Regions from separate parts of the Sus scrofa genome. Here region 1 is linked to region 2. Evidence: chromatin contacts called from public HiChIP or PLAC-seq data. All regions are on one chromosome and are shown on one strand. The core of a region is the stretch at or near the end of the contact, and the rest is flanking DNA. Distances in the headings are between cores, read along the strand shown. Region 1 has its middle 24 kb from the start of NFIA. Region 2 overlaps NFIA (nuclear factor 1 A-type).

Region 1 (4,042 bases), core at 722-3,221, 370 kb before region 2:
GGAATTTGCAGGCTGATTAGAGAGTAAAATTCAAAAAAGGGATAAATTGTTTTAATATTTAAATGGTGCAGCCAGGCCTGAGTGTACAAACAAAGGGTGGGTAAAATTAGAATGGGCTATTGGAGTCTCGGAACTTCTATACCTGGCATTCCTGCAAGTGAATTGCAGGACAGAGGGGATTCTGTGTTGCCACAGCGCAGAAAACAGATACTTGATAAAGTTCGAGATGATAATACCAAGAAAAAGAGCCAAAAAGGTTGAGAAGGCTGAAGGGCCTAGAACTGAATGGATAAAATAGGAAAGGCTTGTGCTTTGGGGCCAGACTAGACTAGGTCTAAATCTTATTTTTACCTCTTGCAAATAGTAATGAGGAGTCTGTTCCCCTCTGTGAAATGGGATAATTATGCCTCAGTGTTGTGAGGGCTAGATGAGACCATGTCCTTGGCCATAATACATTCAGTATCAATATAACCCCTTCTTCTCTTTCACCATTTCAAGTGTTCTATGATCTCTAGGCTTCTTCAAGGTATTTTTAAAGACAATTCAAAGAAACGTGGCTCTGCCCCCTCGCTTAAATTCAGTCGCTTGTTGCCTCCAGACACTCGGAAGAGTCCATGCTATACTGTTCTCTTTTATAGCATCTAAATTTTTTGAAAATAGAGTTTTTACCATACGCTTCAACTGCAATCGACTTTCTGAGCAACTGTCCCATCAGATTGGTCTATCTAATGCCAATCCAATGTAACGTGGGCTTATTAGGCTCTGGCCAATGGCTTTGGCTGAAATCTCAAATTTCCATGAACAGGGGCAGTAGTTCATCTTCTCAAACAATCCCCACACCTGTCTGTTGTAAAGTGTCACTTTATTTTTATTTAGCATCTGCCTTCCCACTGCAGAGCCTACGCAGAACCACCTCTGGCCTGCACTTGACCTGGAGAGATACCCACATTCAGAGAAAGACTTGGGAAGGTCAAAAGCTCTGATTCAACACAGGTGTTATGAAGAATACTAATGAGTTTCAAAATGACCTGTAAACTGCATCCCCACTCTACCCTTTCATTATTAAAAGAGCCCTGGATTGCTCACTGCTGGGGAAAGTTATCAAAAAGTGAGGGCTAAGATCTCCAGATATACACCCATATACACATACCAACCAACATGTGCTTTGATGACATAGAAGCACAATTACACATCAGAGAATAAAACAGGTGTCTCCAAGATATACTGTTGTCTCTTATAAAATGTCTCATTATAAAATGAAGCCATAAGCTACAAGTCCCACCTTTCCCAGTCTTCTCCATTCATATATTTATATACCTATACCTAAAGATGATGAGTAAGATTCTAGGATGAAAATAATAATTTCATAAAAACATGTTAGCTCAACTTATGACTAGGATCTGTTCTTTTTATGGCTTTATTATGACAGAACTAAAGCATGGATCTAGGAAGCGGAAGAGAGGGAAAAGTTTCTTCCTTAAAGTTTAGAATATAAACCCCAGGAGAAATACCCCAGCATTTCTCCATATCTATGCTAGCACCCAGAACAATGTGGAACACATAAAATAAATATGTATTGGTTTCAACTGGTTTTTCTTTACAAAGCCCTCTTGCCTAATTACCAACTGGTCCCCCAAAACTGACAATCCAAGGCCTTCTGACCTTAAATTTGATAACTTTATGTGTGTGTGTTACACAGTGGGGTTTTCTTGCTAATGAATCTCCTGTGGCATCTGTTTCAAAATGAAAATGTATTACATTATTGGAAATGCTCTCGGTGTACAGAAGCTGTATAGAAGTGAAATGCAGTTAAAGTCTGGGCTCTTGACATTGCATTGGCAGAGAAACATCAAGCTGGACTCAGTAAAAGAAGAAAGTGGGGATGTGCATATTTACATCCAATACCCCAACCCAAAGCCTTATTTAACTTCCCTTTCAATGTTTCCTTATTCTCAAAAGTGAAAAGGAAGTGCTCTGGGTAGGACTGCTGGTTTGATTCAGTACTTTGGTAGGTAAGAAGGGGAACTAATGAGTAATTGCTACACCATGGAAAAACAAAAGAACTGAAAGGAGTACAATTTTCCTGCCTAAATAATCCAGCCCTTTCATCATAAACTGGTACTATTACATGGATAAAGGCCAGAAAAATACTTATTATAAATAATTTTTGTAACCAAATCAACAAAGCACTCTACTATAGGTCAAATGCTAGAATTTGGCAATAGCTACATTATACCAACCTTTTCAATGTAACACTATTTGGTGTGTGTGTGCGCGCACGCTTTTTAGGGCCGCACTTGCGGCATATGGAGATTCCCAGACTAGGGGTCCAGTCTGAGCTACAGCTGCTGGCCTATATGCCACAGCCACAGCAATATCAGTTCTGAGCCGGTCTTGTGTCTTTGACCTACACCACAGCTCACAGCAATGCTGGATCCTTAAACCACTGAGCAAGGCCAGGGATCGAACCCACAACCTCATGGTTCCTAGTTGGATTCATTTCTGCTGTGCCATAATGGGAATTCTACAAGAGTATTTGTTGTAATGAGATTTGGTGGGTTCCATCATTAAATAAATGTTATTCATATTTATAAAAGTATACAGATCAACTCATTCCTTGGCTTCTCCATTGCACCCCTGCCCACTTCTCCCATGGTCAATATTTCATTAGGAAACACTGTAATACTCTACCATTACTAAAGGTTCTAGACGCCGTCATTTACTACACCTTCAACATGGAGAAACCATCAAGGTGTCCACTTCTCCAGGTGACCTTTCCCAAACTTGTATGTGTGCCCCAAAGCTAGTTGGGAATATGCTCAGTTTTGGTGCAGTAGAAGGTTCGTGGATGTATAGTCGGAAGATCAGGGCTCCTCATGACCTGGCTCCACCACTTCTCTGTAGGACATTAAATGATGCCCTGGGTCTCCCTGAACCGAGCTCTCCTCTTCTGTGAAGGGAGATCTTGAAGTCCTGCTTCACAGACATGATATGAGAATCACATGAGACCTGAGAATCACATGTGAAATTCCTAATATATATAACCAAGCACATAGTAGGTGCTTAATAAATTGATGTCAAAGGTAGATTCTGAAATACAGATCTAGAGCTGCTAAGTTGGAAATTTTCTTTAAAGAAAAAAAAAAAAAGGTACCAGCTATGGCTTGTATCCCCACGTCTTTGTTTTCACATCTTCAATATGGGAAAAACATATGCCATATAAGTGATAAAATTAAATGAGGTAATAGTAAATAGCAATACTAAGTGATGCATAAATATAATATGTTATTATATGTCTATAAGAAGGGGGTTAGCTAGAGAGCAGTTGTCAAAACTTCCACTAACTGGTCCTTCTATCCTAATCAGACACTCACACCTCTTTGACTCTCTCTATCCTCTTCAAAGGCCCTAATCTTCAACAAACAGAAAGAAGCTAGACAAAGTCTTATAAGTTAGATTTCCTAGGTTAAAAGACAGTTTTTCCATATTAGAAATCGATGAAATCTCCCTCTAGAAGGCACCTGCAGTTTCTCATCTACATTATCTCGTTTAATTCTAGAAAAGACCCTGTCAGGCAGGCACCACTATACCTCTTTTAAGGGATGAAGAAACCAAGGATTGGAAAGATCAAGCAACTTGTCCACGGCCACACAGCCACTCTTCTCAGCGAAACAAGCTGCATTTTCTAAGACCAGCCTAGAAGAGGGACTTTGGTCCATGAATCCTCCAACTCCTGTATTTACTACCTCAATTCCTCATTCCCTAAAAGCTCATTCTCAGTGCCCTCAGAACTCTTGCTGCTGCCAGTAGATCCATAACTCTGGAGCTCAGAACTCAGACTCAGGAGCGGGAGATGGCCCTGGAGAAAACAGGGTCCTGCTCCCCTGGGTGGCTTTCCTTGACGGGCTGTCTCCCTTTCTCCCTCCTGCTATCCGAAACTTGCCTGTAGGTGGCGCCCTGATTCGCGGGGAACTTGGAGGGCGAGGACGCGGGTCACCAGCTGCCTCCCCTCAAGGCCAGTTTAAATAGTCCCTTGGCTGCA
Region 2 (4,089 bases), core at 818-3,317:
GGGAACCCTGTATCCAAAATGTCTAGAGCCCTTTATGGTCATGGATGAGCTTTGGGTTATCCAGTACATAATTCATTTTGATAATGCATGCAGAATTGAGTGGCCTTGTGTGTGATTCTGGTTTTATAGCAAAAAAAAGGTTGAGAGTCCACGGACAATTTGAGGGAAGCTTACTTCTCTTGGTAAGAGGTGGTTCAACACTTTTCAACAAAGGAGAAAACCCTGAGTGTCCAATGACATAGGAAGCAAAGTAGGCTTGCTCTATGGATCTTGGAAGCTCAGCTTAGAAAAGAAGCCTCTGAGTATCAGAAGCTCGTAAGCTTCTTTAAACGAGTCAGAGAAATAACCATCCCCAAACTCTATTTAAATCTAGTCACTGGGGATATGGACTTACATCTTGACAACCATGTGTTTATTGTGCTCTGTACATGCCTCTGGGTACCACCTTTCTATCCATCTTCTCTCTATAGGTACAGGACTTTGGCAGAGTCCTTAAAAAGGCTTGTTTAAAGTTCTTCCTGTTCTATGTAAACATATCCTCACCTCCACTATCAATGTCTCATGTGTCTGTAGTGCATTTTCCAGTAATGGGGATGGAGCTTTTCTGAGGTACTATAGAGGAGCAGAAATACCATGTGCAACTGTTGAAGTCTGAAGGATAGGAGTTCAAATCCCCACCTTTCCCAACACTAGCTATGTCTCTTCCAACCCCAGTTTCCTCATCTGTAGAAAGTGGGTGATAAAACCTAGCTGGCAGGGTTATATGAAATCAGCCATGATAAGCCTTACCACCAAATAAATTGGAGCCTTTTATTATCTGCCAAACCCCTTATCTCGTGGAAGCCTCTAGGCTTGACTAATGAAGAGATATGTCTTCAGGACATGTAGGAGCTACTCAGGCCCTCCATCAAATTGATGTCTTTAGGTCCATTGTCTCGCCTCCACTCCATGGCCTGAATGTAATGCCTTATGTAAGAAGATACCCATCATCCTCTTGGGCCCAGACTCAAGCATTCTTTCAACATGATGGGAAGAAATGTGGATGTGTCTTGGTAGATCCAGTTCAAATGGTTGCATGTTCACTAGCACAGTGTTTAAAGATTTTGGGGGAAAGAACTTCAGGAGAGGGCTCCCAAAGTTTGACATACGCAATTTGATACTTAGTTTTTAAATCCTAGGATGCTAGGAATATAGACAAAACAAAGGTTTTTTTCCTACGGATGGCATAGAGAGGTTTTTATCATCATAAATTTTAGCCCTTATTTGTAGTCTTTTCTGGGGTTTGCTGAATTCACAGTAATATGTTGCTTCACAGCAATATATCAGCTGACCGTTTCTACTTTATTATTAAATAGTGGTAGTCTGGAAAACCTGCAATTTAGAGCATGAGAGAAGCCTCTCGAATTGAAAATCTCAAAGCCCAATGGTCCACACTGGGAAGAGATTTAAGGACCCTCACAAAAGAAATCCTCTTCCATTCCCTGATTGCTGAACCAACTGATTAACAAAATACAAGAAGAAAATCAGATGGAAGACCAGACTATACCCTCTACTATTAGAGAATTTATTTTTTAAATACAGGAAATTGTGTCTCTTAATCCTGAAACATTAGACAAACCCACCCAAGTTGCTGACAGTGCAGGACCACTGCAGGCTTGTGTGTGTGTGTGTGTGTGTGTGTGTGTGTGTGTGTGTGTGTGTGTCTGTGTGTGTAGGGGGTGGGGGTGGGAGGAGATCTGTCCTCCCATGTGGAGTTGAGGGAGGTCCAGGTGGCCCTGTGCTCCCTGCCAGCACCTGTCTCACCAAGAGAAAGAGGTGAGGAAGGGGTGGGAGGAGTCACGTCCAGTTTCTACTTCCACTCCCTGTAATAAGTGAAGGAGTGGCTAGGGGGCCAGAGTCTATGGGAGGGAAAAGATATCCGGGGTGAAGTAGGTCCTATCCCCTTGACATTCATCTTTGATGACTACCTCCTTTCATTCATTTATTCATCCTTCATATGCTGAGCATCTGTCATATGCCAAGGCCTGTGTTAGCTGCTTGAGATAGAGATGATTCATCCTTGCTCTAGAGAAACGTGGAATTTATCGCGGGAGACAGCTGGGACATGGGCAGTTCACACGGCAACATGAGGACAGAGGGATGCAGAGGTGCCGTGGGAGGACATGGGAGGGAGTTTGGTCCAGGGGCGGGGCCTCAGGTTAGATTTTTTTGGAGGAAGTGACTTCTAAGTTATTTAGCAGGAATATCATTCTGGTGTTTTAAGTCTGAGAGAGAAGGTAGAACATCCCTTCAGAAACCAGCTTGTGGGTGGAAGGAGGGAGTGTCTAAAATTGGAGTCCCACTGAATAAAAATTAGAGCAAAAGTATCATTTCATAAATTCAGTGCTTTCCTAGAAACTAAAACCACAGGATAGTTAGATCCTGTTTGTCTCTGTCAGTTTATTAGGGCTCAGCTTTCGCAAGAGGAAACATCGTGGCAGATGTTCGACATGCCAACAGTATGTCTGAAATGGAAGCTTTTTCAAAAACACTGGTCGTATAACCTAGGCCAGCCTTTGCTACTGATGGGTTTAAGATGACTTGTGACAAAATAAGATTTTCAAGATAAAAGTGGGAAATCATGCCCAAGATCTTCGGTTACCAGTTTTTCTGGACCCGGGCTCCCTTATCTGTTAATGGAAATAATACTAATTTACACACCGTCATAGGCAGATTGTCTGGACCGAGGTGACAGATGCGCTACGCTGGAGACAGTTAAAAGTCCAAGACATCATTTTTAATGTGCTCTTATAATGACACACAAATGGATGCCAGCCTAAAGCAGAATATGTATTTTTAAACTAATCAGTTGCCTCTGGCACCAATATGTAACTTTGCAGCTGTGGCCAGGAAAACAGAGGAAAGGCACATTTGGGGAGAAAACATTTGCCTATAAAATAAATGTATTTTAGTGGGAGAAATCCTTACCAGTGGCTTAAAAAACAGAGTAGTTAGGGTGGAAATAACAGTTCTGTCTCTCAAGGAGAACGTTCATATTGTTGATTCGTTCGAAGAAAGGTTGATATACTTAATGCCAGCTCTTTTTAGGATACCATGACAAAAAGAAGGAATAACCAGAAAGAGTAATTTACCACGGATGGATTCCATCCCCACTGAGTAACTACTTTTGTGGGTGTAGACACCTGGTGAGAAAATATCACTTCTTTCATTCATTCAGTGGATAATGATTGAGCATCCACTATGTGCCAAGCAGTATCCTAGATGCTAGGATTGTGTCGGAAATGATATAAAGTCCCTGGTTGTGTGGAGCTTTCGTTTTGGAGAGGAAATAATGATAATTACAACAATAGTAGGTAGGAATGATGGAAGATGGTGGGTACATAAGTGCTATGTAGGAAAAAGAAGTCCAGACTAGGGACTAGTGGGGGAAGGATACAAAGTTAAATAGGGGATTCCGAGAAGGCCTGTCTGAGAAGGTGCAGTTTGAACAAGGTCTGACAGAGGGGAGAGGGGGAGCCATGAGACTGTAGGTACTGTGGGGGGAGAGCTTTCCAAGCAGAAGGAGCAGCCAGCCGGCCTGCCATGTTTGAGGAACAGCCGGAGGCCAGTGTGGTGAGACCAGGGTGAAGGACTGAGTGAAAGTAGGGGGAGGCCAGGTCTGAGAGGCAACGTGGATGGAGGTGGACCTGTCTCGGAGCAGAGGGCGGGTGGCAGATGTTGGAGGTTCTTCCAGGCCATTGTCAGGACCTTGGCATTTGCTCTGAGTGAGATGGGGAGCAAAGGAGTATTGCTACCTAGGTTTCAGCAGAAACACTTTGAAGGTCTTGTTGAAAATAGATTTCAGGGGGCAGGAATTAAAGCAAGGGACCAGTTAAAAGGCTTTTTTTAAAGATCAGTAAGTACAATGAGTGTCTTTTCTACATGCCAGCCACTCTTCTAGACATAAGGGATCCAAAAGTGAACCAAGCAAATGGTCCCCTCCCCTTGGGGAGCTTACGCTCTAGATGGAGGAGACAAATAGTAATCAACAAATAAGTGAATTAGTAAGTTAGAGACTAGTAAGTACAATGGAGAAAACTGACACCATTA

Evidence for each region. HiChIP or PLAC-seq counts read pairs in DNA pulled down with a chosen protein or histone mark.
Region 1: a contact with region 2 is called in an H3K27ac HiChIP or PLAC-seq map of alveolar macrophages. The contact joins two enhancer-like sites. A contact is called at or near these places in 2 of 2 datasets of contacts at active chromatin or transcription factors (alveolar macrophages and skeletal muscle).

The regions. Positions count from the first base shown.
Region 1 is chr6:151,252,145-151,256,186 of Sscrofa11.1, reverse strand. No RefSeq gene overlaps it. Among named protein-coding and RNA genes, the nearest start is that of NFIA, 24 kb to the right of the region's middle. Within about 2 kb of position 1,971, at least 1 of the 83 cell types and tissues checked has an H3K27ac peak or open chromatin away from gene starts, as enhancers often do. A contact at or near this core is called in alveolar macrophages, where this site is marked.
Region 2 is chr6:150,883,164-150,887,252 of Sscrofa11.1, reverse strand. The region is part of intron 9 of NFIA (nuclear factor 1 A-type); the gene reads left to right. Among named protein-coding and RNA genes, the nearest start is that of TM2D1, 270 kb to the right of the region's middle. Within about 2 kb of position 2,067, at least 1 of the 83 cell types and tissues checked has an H3K27ac peak or open chromatin away from gene starts, as enhancers often do. A contact at or near this core is called in alveolar macrophages, where this site is marked.